2 separate regions of the Mus musculus genome follow, and region 1 is linked to region 2. The links are chromatin contacts, called in public HiChIP or PLAC-seq maps. All regions are on one chromosome and are shown on one strand. Each heading gives the region's core, a stretch centred on a gene start, on an enhancer-like site or on the middle of the called end of the contact. The rest is flanking DNA. Distances are from core to core; before and after follow the strand shown. Region 1 holds the start of Vstm2a (V-set and transmembrane domain containing 2A). Region 2 has its middle 220 kb from the start of Pom121l12.

The links. HiChIP or PLAC-seq counts read pairs in DNA pulled down with a chosen protein or histone mark.
Region 1: an H3K27ac HiChIP or PLAC-seq map of SST interneurons shows a contact between it and region 2, with 8 times the contacts expected there. The contact joins the promoter of Vstm2a here to the enhancer-like site in region 2. A contact is called at or near these places in 2 of 39 promoter capture datasets (hippocampal neurons and second pharyngeal arch cranial neural crest), 3 of 115 datasets of contacts at active chromatin or transcription factors (SST interneurons, VIP interneurons and astrocytes) and 1 of 9 other capture datasets (adipose tissue).

The regions. Positions count from the first base shown.
Region 1 is chr11:16,252,751-16,259,154 of GRCm38.p6, forward strand. Vstm2a (V-set and transmembrane domain containing 2A) reads left to right here and starts at 4,992. Exons shown (of 5, transcript NM_001290539.2): 1 at 4,992-5,336. The coding sequence starts at 5,258.
Region 2 is chr11:14,815,806-14,821,425 of GRCm38.p6, forward strand. No RefSeq gene overlaps it. Among named protein-coding and RNA genes, the nearest start is that of Pom121l12, 220 kb to the left of the region's middle. Within about 2 kb of position 3,331, at least 4 of the 459 cell types and tissues checked have an H3K27ac peak or open chromatin away from gene starts, as enhancers often do. A contact at or near this core is called in SST interneurons, where this site is marked.

The DNA.
Region 1 (6,404 bases), core at 3,742-6,241, 1.4 Mb after region 2:
ACTTTCTAGAGAGAGCAGCTTCACACACAAATCCTAACCTTTCTTCTAGGCTAGTTAAAGATGCTTTCAAGAGATGTTAATTATTTGCTAATGAAATTAACAGACATATCTTTATATAAGACAATTTTAAGGGAAAGAGAGAGAATGGGAGGGGCTGTACATTTTGTACAGGGCAGCTAAGGTTTTGATATTAACTTTTAAAGAAAATGTGACTCTGTTCTTTGCTTTCTCCAGAGGTCGCCTGTAGGCCAGACATTACAGTTCTAAAATGACATAAGACGGCCTCATGAATAATTTGTATTCTAACTTTATGAACTTCAATTGCAAAGTTACACAGAATTTCCCAGCATAAAAGGCAGACCTAAGTAATTTACATTTTTGTCATGTACAAGAGGAAAAGATAAAGGTGTGTGTGTTATGTGGGGGATTTAAATGAACAGTAGCTGTGCAGTGGGCAGTTGACATCCTTGAGCTATCTGTGCCCTGCTTAGTTTCTTTCAGATTACACCAGTTAGTCTCTCCACATAAACTGTTTGCTTTACAAAGCACAACCCACTAGGCAACATGAAGTGTGTTAAAGAAAACTATCACTGTCTTGAATGCCAAGTGACTATTTAACCTTGTCTCAGAAAGAATCGTGAGGTTTGCATGGGCCTTTTATCAGATGACTTGTAGAACCAAACCCATTTTAGATCTTAGCATCTTGGAGAAATAAAGTATGAGTTTGCTTTCCTGAACAGCCATGTGCTCTCACTGGTCCAGCAGGAAGCATTTGAAATCTGTAAAAGTTCAGAAGTGGACTCAGTTTCTAATGATGTGAGCTGCACGTGTGCAAGAGACAGTCACATTTTTTCTGACATTACCATTCGGCCTTAACTTTAGCATATCTTTCCATTTCAACATGCCAAGAAAACTTAAATGTTATATCTCTTGGCTTGTATAATTCCATAGAAAACAAAATTTTATTGTCCATTTTTGATAACTCTAAGTAGTGACTTTCCTGTTAACTCTTATTTTCTTTATTTGAAATAAAAATTTTTCTGTAGAATTTTATATTACTGCAACATTTAAGCTTTGTAATACTTCCTTTTATTTTCCCAAGTAAGAAATAAATTAATCCAGGCATGAAATTGTGAGTGAAAATGTTCCTCAATACCCTGGAATATCCTTCCTCATGCAGTTTCTATTATCTCCAAAGAAGGTGTTCAAGAACACCATAGTGAACACCCTCAGGGTTGCAGATGGAAAAGCATCTGAACCCAGCTCAATTAAGTCAGGGAGATGCCAGCAAGGCCTATAAAGGAAGGAGGCTTATCTTCTTGCATCCATGGGGATTAACCTTTGGTTCTGCACATAGATATTTTAAACGTTTTACAGACTATTCGTGAAGAAAATGTCTATTTTTATGTCTTTAAATTATTCTGAACTTTTTCCCAAATTTCATTTGGTACACAGGACTTGGTTTAAAAAGAACTGATAGTGTAAAATATAAAGTAAACACATTCTGTGCATTTGAGAGCTGAAAGTGAGGAATCCTTTCAAGTTCACTATGGGAAAATACCCCCTGTGTACCTCTTAGGGTAAAGAGATTACATGGTCCCTAGCCAGAGGGCTCTTAGTCCTTCCTCTCCCTTTGACTCAGTGATCAATACATCTCAAAGCTTATGCAAAAGCCTGTAAAGAGACTGTTTGAAAGACAAAGTTAAGCAAGTTTGAGTTTGTAAAAACTGCATAAATGCAACCTACATAGAAGCCAGATGGAAAACAATGGAAAGACTCAAAGGGCCTAAAAGATGTTTGAGGAGAAAGACATTCAGGTAATCCTCTCTAGCAGGAGCTTGGGAGGAAAGAACGGTGGGAACACAATGCTTACAGTTTTAGGAATCAAAATGGCAAATATGAAGTGGCATTAAGAAGAAGTTTGCAGTCATTTTTATAAGATTACACATTACCCATCTTTTGGGAGAAAGAACGGGAAGGAAATGTGTGTTGCACATCTTGATGCAGAAAGCTGGCCTTTACAATCACTTCACCACCAATCTTGGAAATCGCAGCATACTACAGGGACTGTTTCAGAAAACGTCTAGTTTTTAATTGTTAACATATACTTTGCCTTCAGTAAGGTAAAGGTTTCATACTGAATGAAGGTGTTCGCCAACATTGTTTATCTTATTTAAGAAGTAGGTTTTCGCTGGGACTAAGGTCAACAAATAGTACAGCAGTCTTGTATTTTAAGCTCACATTTTTGGGGATACATTCTCAGGTCTTCTTTAGTAGGGGAAACTGCAAAATATAACTGTCATTACACAGGGTATCACAAGAACGCTGGCTGTAACGCCTTTGCCCTTCTATCTAGATATGGATTGCTCAGGAAACTTGACTGTTTAAAGGTATTTTTAATTACTTGAGCCAGCTTTTAAAATTATGCCACATTTAAAATGAAGGGTATATTTTCCTATACTGTGGTTTGTCCCTTTATGAATCAGATACAAGAGGATAAACTTTGCATATTAGTATGTACCATTTGTCCAATACATTTGCTTTTTCTTTATAAAACCCAAACTCATTCATTAATCATGTTTAATCTGCTTAGTTTAGGGAACAATTTGGCAATTTTGTGGATTTTTTTTGAGATTATCGTTCTCTTAAAGTGCCAGTGTTTTAAATAGCGTTCTTGTAATTTCACGCGCTTTTGTGATGGAGTGCTGTTATATAATTTTGACTTGGGTTCTTTACATTTGCGTTGTTAATGTAATTTGAGGAGGAATACTGAACATGAGTCCTGGATGATACTAATAAACTAATAATTACAGAGGTTTAAAAAAAAAACAAAAAAAAAAAAAAAAGAAGAAGTAGGTTTTTCTTTCCTTCTGCTCTTGCCCATTCCTCCTTTCCCTCCTTCCCTCTATCTGGATGCTATCACTTCCTGTTTATGAATTTGGATGGTGTGTCTAATAATCGCTCTTTTCTTTCTTCTTTGCACTTTCAAACTTGTCCCATTGAACTTATCCTGCTCCAGGACTCAGTTTGCCCGTCTACTGCCATCTGCCTTGCTAAGCGGACTCACACAGACCCCTTGTTGTTGGTGGAGCTCTTCCTCTGGACTGGAAACTATTTGGACAGCAGATAATCATGAAGTCAGGTCGTTCTCAAGACACGTTAAGCTAGTGTTTATGCTGAATGCTGCAAAGAAAGCTAAAACCCTGTAATCTCTTCCCACATGTCAAGTTAGGCCTAACATTTAAATGACAAGATGACCTGCCAGATGAGCATTGAATGCGTGCAATATGTTGTTTGGTTTTTGAAGTATTGGTTGCTGTGGAGTGTTTCCCTGCATTGTGTTTCTATGCACTGAACAGCTTCTCCAAGACAAAATGGTAGAACAGAAGAAAGACTTTTTAAAAAAAAAAATTATGACAGACTTCAAAATCCTTTTTCTGCATTGGTTGCAAGGAAGATGGAGAATATGTCTAGCTTAAACATAACAGATGTGAAATATTCCCCATGCCTATCAGTAATGGGAGTAACTATATTTTCACAAAATAAAATGTTTTGCCATGAAGTTCATGTACCTTCATTTTTTATTTTTATTTTTATTTTTTGATATTTTAAGTTCCTGATGCATTCAACTGTAGCAGACAAGTGCTTTAAAATACTATGGCCATGGTAGGGTTAAGTTTTTGTGTGACAGGAAAGCCATCAGCCAAGCACAAACTCAAAACTTATAAAATGGAAATATATAAACTTCACTGGTTTCTGGTAGCATTATTAAGATTAATGCATATTTCCAATTACTAAGGAAGACTATATGTCTATCTACATAGGAAACTATAATGAAAATAATTTAAATTATTCGGTGATTTTGGATAAAAATAAAATTTAAAATGCAAGTTCATTGACCCAGGGTTGAGTTGGGCAAGAACTGATAGGAGTTTCTGAGTGTATTTGTTGTTTTAAGATTCTTAATTTTAAGAATACAGTATACAACTCAAGCTTTTCCAAAGCAAATGACTAGGCTTATTCCAAGTCCTGAAACTTACTGGAGGGTTGTGTGTGTGTGTGTGTGTGTGTGTGTGTGTGTGTGTGTGTGTGTGTGTGTGTCTGTGTGTGTGTGTGTGTGTGTGTGAGAGAGAGAGAGAGAGAGAGAGAGAGCCTGCTAAAATATTGTCTATTCACATAATCCTAAAGACTATTATGTAATTAATGTTATGCAAAAGGAACTGAACAAAACAAAAATAAATCTTGTAAAGAGGACCTTAATGATTTGCAAAACCCCTCCTCCACCCAGAATACTGTGGGAGGGAGGCAACGCAGGCAATGGGTATAAGCATGAAAAAGATGATACGCATAGCGTTATGGACTTTTCCTTCTGGAGCATTCTCTAATACATGACTTTTGTACTTTTTGTGCCTTCCATTCGCCAGCTGGAGTGATCTGGTGCCTGCATGAATGGCCTCTCCTGGGCTGTAAACTGCTTACAATACATTCTGGTGAAATAATAATAGCATAAGATCATTTTAGCTGGAGCAGTTAATAACTGGTTAAGCGCCTTTTTCCTCCGTGGGCTGTTTTCATCTCCCCAAAGCAGTCACTCCCAACCCACCCCACTCCTCCTCCGTCTTTAACAATGCCTCAACTTCCTCCTGAAATCCCTAACCCCTACCCCAGAGCAAACGCCAAGACCCTAAACCTGTCCTTCTCTCTTTGCAAAACGCCATCTGATCCAGCTAAACCCGAGCTGACTGATGGGAGTAAAGGCGGACTGGAGAGCAGAGATCTGCCAGGGCCCCGCATCCCCACCCCCGGCCGGCAGGTGCGCAGTCCCGGCGCTCAGAGAGTTAAAGGCATCATTGCAGCCATTAGAGGCAAAGTTGGGCGCCGCGCGAGCCCAGTCCGCGCCGCCCTGCGCCCGCTCCACTCGCCGCGGGCTCGCTGGGCGTGGGGAGGGCGGCGAGCACGCAAGCCGAGCGACTGACGTGGGACGAACTGCCAGGTAGCGGAAGCAGCCAGCCGGCGGCGGAGACACTTCACGGCGTGGCAACCCGGGTCTGTGCCTTGAAGCCTCCGGATCGCAGCCAGCTCGGTCCATCCCTCACTAGTCGCAATCCCCTGTGTCCAAGCTACTCTTTGCTATGAGCGGCAGCATGCGTGCAGTATCGCGCCCCAGGCTCTGAGAGCAGCCTGCGGACACGCTTGCCTATCTGTCTTTTTAGGTTTTGGGGCTCTGGGCTACACGGATGTGCCCCACTCCCTTGGCATGATGGGGATCTTTTTGGCGTCTGTTGGATTTATGTTCTTTTCCGTGTTATATGTACAACAAGGGCTTTCTTCTCAAGGTAAGTCGGTTGCTTGTGATGTGTTTGTGGTGATGCGTGTGTGTGCTGAACCAACTCGAAGAATGGACAGACAGCTGGAGAGTGGCTCAAACCAAGCCAATAGCGGGTTTAGATAGTATGAATAGTGTTCATTTGGGCTTTTTCTCCCAAAGTTTATTAATTGCAAGCAAGCCAGGTTTCCGAGAAACATCTAGTAGATGCAAGCCAGGTAATGATGGGTGAGTTCAGTGAGCACATACACAGGTGTGTGTGTGTGTGTGTGTGTGTGTGTGTGTGTGTGTGTGTGTGTGCATTTTCACTGTGCATGAAGAAGGCAAGCACTCAGGAATACAAAGCTGCTCTTTGGAAGGGGCTCCTCTCTGGAGGCAGAAAGCTGTAGTCCCCTTCTCTGGTCCCTGTGACTTCTTCCCCATGTGTTTACCAGAGGACCCACAAGGAGCTATGAATTGCATCATAAGAGGCAGCAGCCTGCTGGGCCCAGTTGTTCAGGACTTTGCAGGCTGCGGTGGTTGCTTCAACACCATGAGCAAATCACAGTTTTTGCCTGCTGAAGACTGCATCACTTCTGCAAGCAGAAATGCCCCAGTCCACTAGCTAATGTAAGCAGAAAAGCCTTTTCAGACGGTACCTTTTGAATAGTGTCCATTTCTATAAAACATAAAATGTTCACTTTAATTATTGCTCAATTTGGGGTTTCATAAAACAGTGAAAAGAGACACCCAGATTCACTATCTTTAAGAAAAGAGGAGAAAGTGGCTGTAATCATTCCTGCCAGCCTTTCAGTCACCCTCCTTTCATATGTGTGCCTGTGCTTGTCCTCTTCTCTCCCCCACAAATAAAAGGCTCCTTCTAGACAGACATCAGGTCTTTGCAAAGTACCCCTTGGATAAGCTAAGAACAATCGCCTTCTTAACAAAAAAACAAAAATTCCATGTTCGAGGATCCCTCTAGGGAGGGAGGGGATTTTATTTTTGTGACTTTCACATGGATCTATTAATCTTACAAGCTGGCAGTGTCAAGGTTAGTTGCAAAGGGGCTAGACGGAGTCTCTGTGGTATCTTTCAAATA
Region 2 (5,620 bases), core at 2,081-4,580:
TGCCTTTTATATCTTATCTGCTATTGATTATTCCAGCCACATATTTAATATTGATTAAAATTTTATACTGTGTATGTATATGTACACATATATATTTAACTTTTCCGTTTTTGATATTTTCATGAGTTTTTCTAAAATATCTTTTATTTCTTTGTGTTATTATAATTAACTGTTGTATACATTGGCTAAGAATATATATATAAACATATATATTTTTCACTGTTATAGCAACTCCCTTTAACCTTCTCCTTTGAGACTTTCTATGAGAAAATGTTTTTTAATACTAATTATATGTTCTGAAATCAATCATTCTGAATTAATTTAATGTTAGTCAATATATCATTAGGCATTGTTACTGTCTTTATCTTTAAAAAACTGAGACTGGAAATAAAGTTTGGTACATTTACCGTATATATTAGTTTGGGTTTTGTTGCTGTGAATGTCCATCATAAGCAAAAGCACTACGTTTAATTGAGGCACACTTACAATTTCAGAGGTTTAATCCATTATTATCATGGTGGGATCCATGGTGGCATCTAGGAAGAAATTGTGCTGGAGGAGCCAAGAGTTCTTCTACACTTTGATCTGGATGCAGTCAGAAGGAGATTGCCTTTTTCAGGCACCATGAGGAGGTTCTAAACATACAATGGATAGAGCCTGAGCATAGGAGATCTCAAAACCTGATTACACAGTAACATATTTTCCCCAACAAGACCACACCACCTCCAAAAAGACAATAGTTGTAATAGTGTCATTCATTATGGTCAAACATTTAAATACATGAACTAATCTTCAAACTATCATACCTTGTTATTAATTTATTTTGTAAGTTCAAGCTGCACAAGAAGAATGAAGTAAAGAAGCAATGTATTCTATACTTCAGAATTCATTTTAATTAACTTTATTCCAGTTTTCATCCATTGTGAAACACATACTTATCTTCTGAGGATACACTCAGCTCCCCTACAGCTTCCCTGACTCAAGGGTCTATGTTGAATTGCAATCTTAGTAATTTATTTGTATATCTTTTCCTAATTCTAGTTAGTGCAGCCTAATTAACACCCAATTTAATTTTATCTTTTCTTTAATCTGTAGAATGAATCTGTGTTAAAAAAATAAGTTAGCAAAGTCCATATTCCAAGAGTATAGATAGGCAGAGTTAGTTGACACCTGAAAAGGACTATATCTATAGACATCCCTGCTTATATCCTCAGATTCCTGGTTTGTGTATGATCTTAATGCATCCTGCATAACAGGCAACCAGCTTTAGATAATTTTATATTCTCAAAAGTGTAGCTGGGCGTGATGGCACACGCCTTTAATCCCAGCACATGGGAGGCAGTGGCAGGTGGATTTCTGAGTTTGAAGCCAGCCTGATCTACAGAGTGAGTTCCAGGACACCCCGGGCTACACAGAGAAACCCTGTCTCAAAAAACCAAAAAAAAAAAAAAATAAGTGTAGAAAGATATTTTCTTTGACTTTTAACATCTTTCTTGATAGCCACCCACAATTTCTCCTAAAAGAAAATAATTAAAATGTTAGTTCTCTTTTTAATTTTCTGTTTCTGTAATGAGTATCATGATCAAGTGAAACACCTTGAAAACAGGATTTATTTCAGCTTATAGGTCAAGGTGGTCCCTCCATGAGGAATCAAAGGGCATGCGTTCAATCATCACGTGAAACATAGACCATGGAGGAGCTCTGTTTACTAGCTTACTAACAAGTTGAATATCAGCTGCCTTTCCTGGAGAGCCAAGGCCAATTTACCTAGTGATGATACTTCCCATACTGGGATAGATCGTCCTACATCAATTACCTGTAAACCAAATATCCTCATACAAAGGCTATTGTTCAATTTGATGAAAGCAACCCTTCACTAGGTTCTGTCTTCTTGGGATTGTCACAATGCCAAGCAAGATTAGCAGTAGGCATGTTTCTTTTTATTACTTACTTGAAAATTATTTTTTGTATTGTGATACTACAAGAAAATGTTGCAAAGGAATAATAATAATAATAATGAAGAGAAAGTGGCTGTTCAGATTTGGAGGCTTCAAGTTAACAGTGAAGGCACCAACATCTCCTATATCTTTGGAGGTTTTGGTTGTGTACTTTGGACCTCAAAATGTATATGGGCTTTCCCGTGGCAGAGGGCACAGTGGCATAGACTCTTCCCAGAAGACCCATTTAAAGAGGTTATGGACACTAATCTTTCACTTATTTATCATTTGTTTGGTTACTTACTTACTTATTTTGTATGAAATGTAGGAGCTCCATTGTTACTTCTTCAGTTTTCAGTCTATGTCAACTGGGCTTTTATTTCTTAGTTTGTATTTATGTTGCTTGAGCTAGCTTTGAATTCTTTCTGTAGACCAGGCTGAACTTGACCATGAGATCATCCTGCCTCACCTTCCTCTGTAGCTAGCCTTACAGGACTACTTTACTAAACTTGGCAATGGTCTGAATCTTAATGCTGTTGCATTGGAGATTATGTTTGGAGGAAAATGATGTTTTCTGCATACTTTTCAAAACCTACAATCTTATGTTTGCAGAGATCTGCACACAGTACTTATGTGAACCTTTATTGTCTTTATTTTTCCCTGCAATCAGTTGTCATGCATGTCTCAGAATTTTTCATCTGACAATTACTTTCATGACGTATAAGATGGACATATGAACAAGCAAAGTCCATATCAAATCTTAGTTTTACATTTTACTCCTAAGTGTCACATTGCTAAATACTGTCAGTACAGATGGATCTGTTGTTGGTCCCTGTGAGCCTGTAGAGTCTCTGAGTTCTTAGTGTGAAGACAAAAGTTACCATATGTGAATATTCTGTAGGATGGTGAGATTTACAAGAGCCACTGATAAATCCTGCCCTGGAGCAACAAGTTTTTGTTGTTGTTGTTATTGTTGTTTTTTCAGCTGATGAGACATTTGTGTTTGGAGAGTCAGAACTACAAGATACTTTTACATATGTCTCTTTAAACTTTAACTTGGTTAGTCATTTTTTTCAAGTTTTAAGAAAGGTCTTACTTAAATCAGTGTTCTTCTTTGTATGTCTATTCGATCTTTACTTTCAAAATCACCACTCACTAACTTTCATAGCATCAAAGGTAAGCAAACAAGAGAGCCACGGGGTTTTCCTAAAATCCCAAAGAGAAGATAAACAAGAGATGTCAGTAAATAAGCACAAAGGGAATTCTTCAGGCATCTTGCTTCTCTTCTCAGAGAATACCTCCTTTTGAAATCCAGCATAAATCTGTGAATACTGAAGGTGCTTCCCAGGAAGGAAACTGCCTTGTGCTCTGAGGCACTCTGCCAGCTGCAGGGAGTGCAGAATGCCAGAATGCTGGCGCTTTGTCTGAGATAAGCCTTCCAGGAGCAGACTTTGGAACAGTGAAACCATGCTTATTCTAGAAATCTCATTTCAATGGCTCCTTTTAGATGACTATTTCTTGCATTTTTCAGAATAGGTAAGAAAAAAGTTTGGCCTGGACCTCTTAGCCAGAATCTGTTTGTGCAGAGCTTGGTACAAAATGCTATTTCAAAAGCATTAGAAATTCTCCATGTCTGTTTCATAAGCCAGATTATAATCATTATATGAGAGAAACCACTGACCTTTTAGGTTATTTTTCTTAAAGTAGCCAAATGCAGGATCTTTAGTAACTTCTACTCACCAAAAAACTTGGCTGGTTTAGATAGTGAAGGGATTCTTATATAATTAGGGAAATAAACCTCTCTTACAGAGTGCTTGAAAGTGCCACACATCAGCTCTTCATCTATTTGGGAGATATTGCTTTCAGCTGGGCAAATCATTTGGAAATGATGGGGCCACATTTATTTTTCAGTCAATCCTTTGTCTTGAGAGTATTTAGAAAGATGCCTCTTAATGAGAATAAATGAAGGAAATCATTATTTTCTCAAAATTTCATTCATTGGAGTAGAGTAATAGCTTTACATTTGATTGACAATGAAGGCAACTGTGAAGTGAGAGAGACTACTTAGACACTAAGAAAAATGTGTAACAGCTTGCTGTATTCCAGAGTAAAGGTGACTGAGAATCCTCAACTAAAGTGCTCTAAGAAGGGATGCCCTCCACTGGTCTGAGATCCATATAAGAGAAAGGTCAATGCAGGCTTTTCTCCTAGTTAACATACCAAAGTCAAATGAATGTTTATTAGCATGTACAAGGATGGGTAAAACTCATCATGGGTCATGCAAGGCTGAATTATCAGTTAGATACAGGTATAGGAAAGGATGATCTATGTCAAGGATCTTTGAAATCCAGTGTTACTTGTTGTTCTAGGACAACACACAGTTTATAAATTTTAACTTTTCGTCTGACATAATAATATATCTAGGTTCTTTCTGCTAAAGAAATACTTTGAAATGCATTCCCTGTTAGTCACATTTGTACGCATTTGGAATCCTAGCACCTGTAAGGTTGAGTCAGAAGGACTTGGATTTTGCTGTCATCCTTAGATACATAGAGAGTTTGAAGCAAGAATGGGTTACATGCAATCTTGGTGAAAACAAACAAACATACAAGCAACTAGGCAAAAAAGCAAAGTTTCCAACAAAAGGAAAGAAACATCCCCCCAATTAATTGCTAACTTTTACAAAGTTAAAGAAAATACACATCAAGCAAATTGATCAGGAAGTACTCAGCTTAGATGGAAAAAATAAATCTGTATATAAGGTTTTTGAGATAACTCTAGACCTCAGTAAAATTAATCTATATTATGTAAAACAGCAGTTTTCAGACCTGAAGGATTCCATTTTTACAAGCAACTTTTGACCCTATTTTGAGTTTGAAGGGCAAATATGCCTATATTTATAACTACAAACTCCACCATTTGTTGAACAGACATATCACTGACTTGTTTCTGGGAGACGAAAAGTGGTCCCCTACAAATTAAAAGGGTATACACATCTATAGTGTGTAGCTATTTTATATATGAGTGTATTAAAATTATAATAGAGAAATTAGTCCCCAGAGTTTATTGAGTATACTAAACAAATGAAAGTGTATAACACTTACCCTGGCATAGCCTATCACAGATCTGTATCTCTTACTTCATGAGTGATTCAAGGATAGGTTATTAGAGAACTCTCAACTGTCCCTGGGCTTAAACTCAGCTCAGCCCCCACTGTGAAAGCAATTTTGTTGGCAGCCATCTTCCTATTCATTTACTCACTTGTTTGGACCTGAACCTACCATTCTTGCTCATACACAGTTTTACACCTTTACCTTGCAGTAGCTTCATTCTCAATAAATACTCTCAACTCCTTCCCTGAAATAGTTTGGGTCCATTGTCAGATCAACCTAGATTCTTTTCTTTCAACCTCCTCATAATAAACCTCTTTAATTCTGGTTAGACTATTTACCTTTTATTTGAATAGCATATATACATATAAACAGAGATATTTACCCTTGACTGTGTGACATTTAATAAGAGAGTTAATATTAGTAACTGAGATTGAAATAAAAGAAATTCCATTAGCTTCCACCAGAATATCAAAGAAAGTGTGATTACTTGGCAGATTCATACTTTATAAACCAGAACACCTTATCAATTTATTGTTATTTAATAAATTCTGACATTATGGAAACACACAT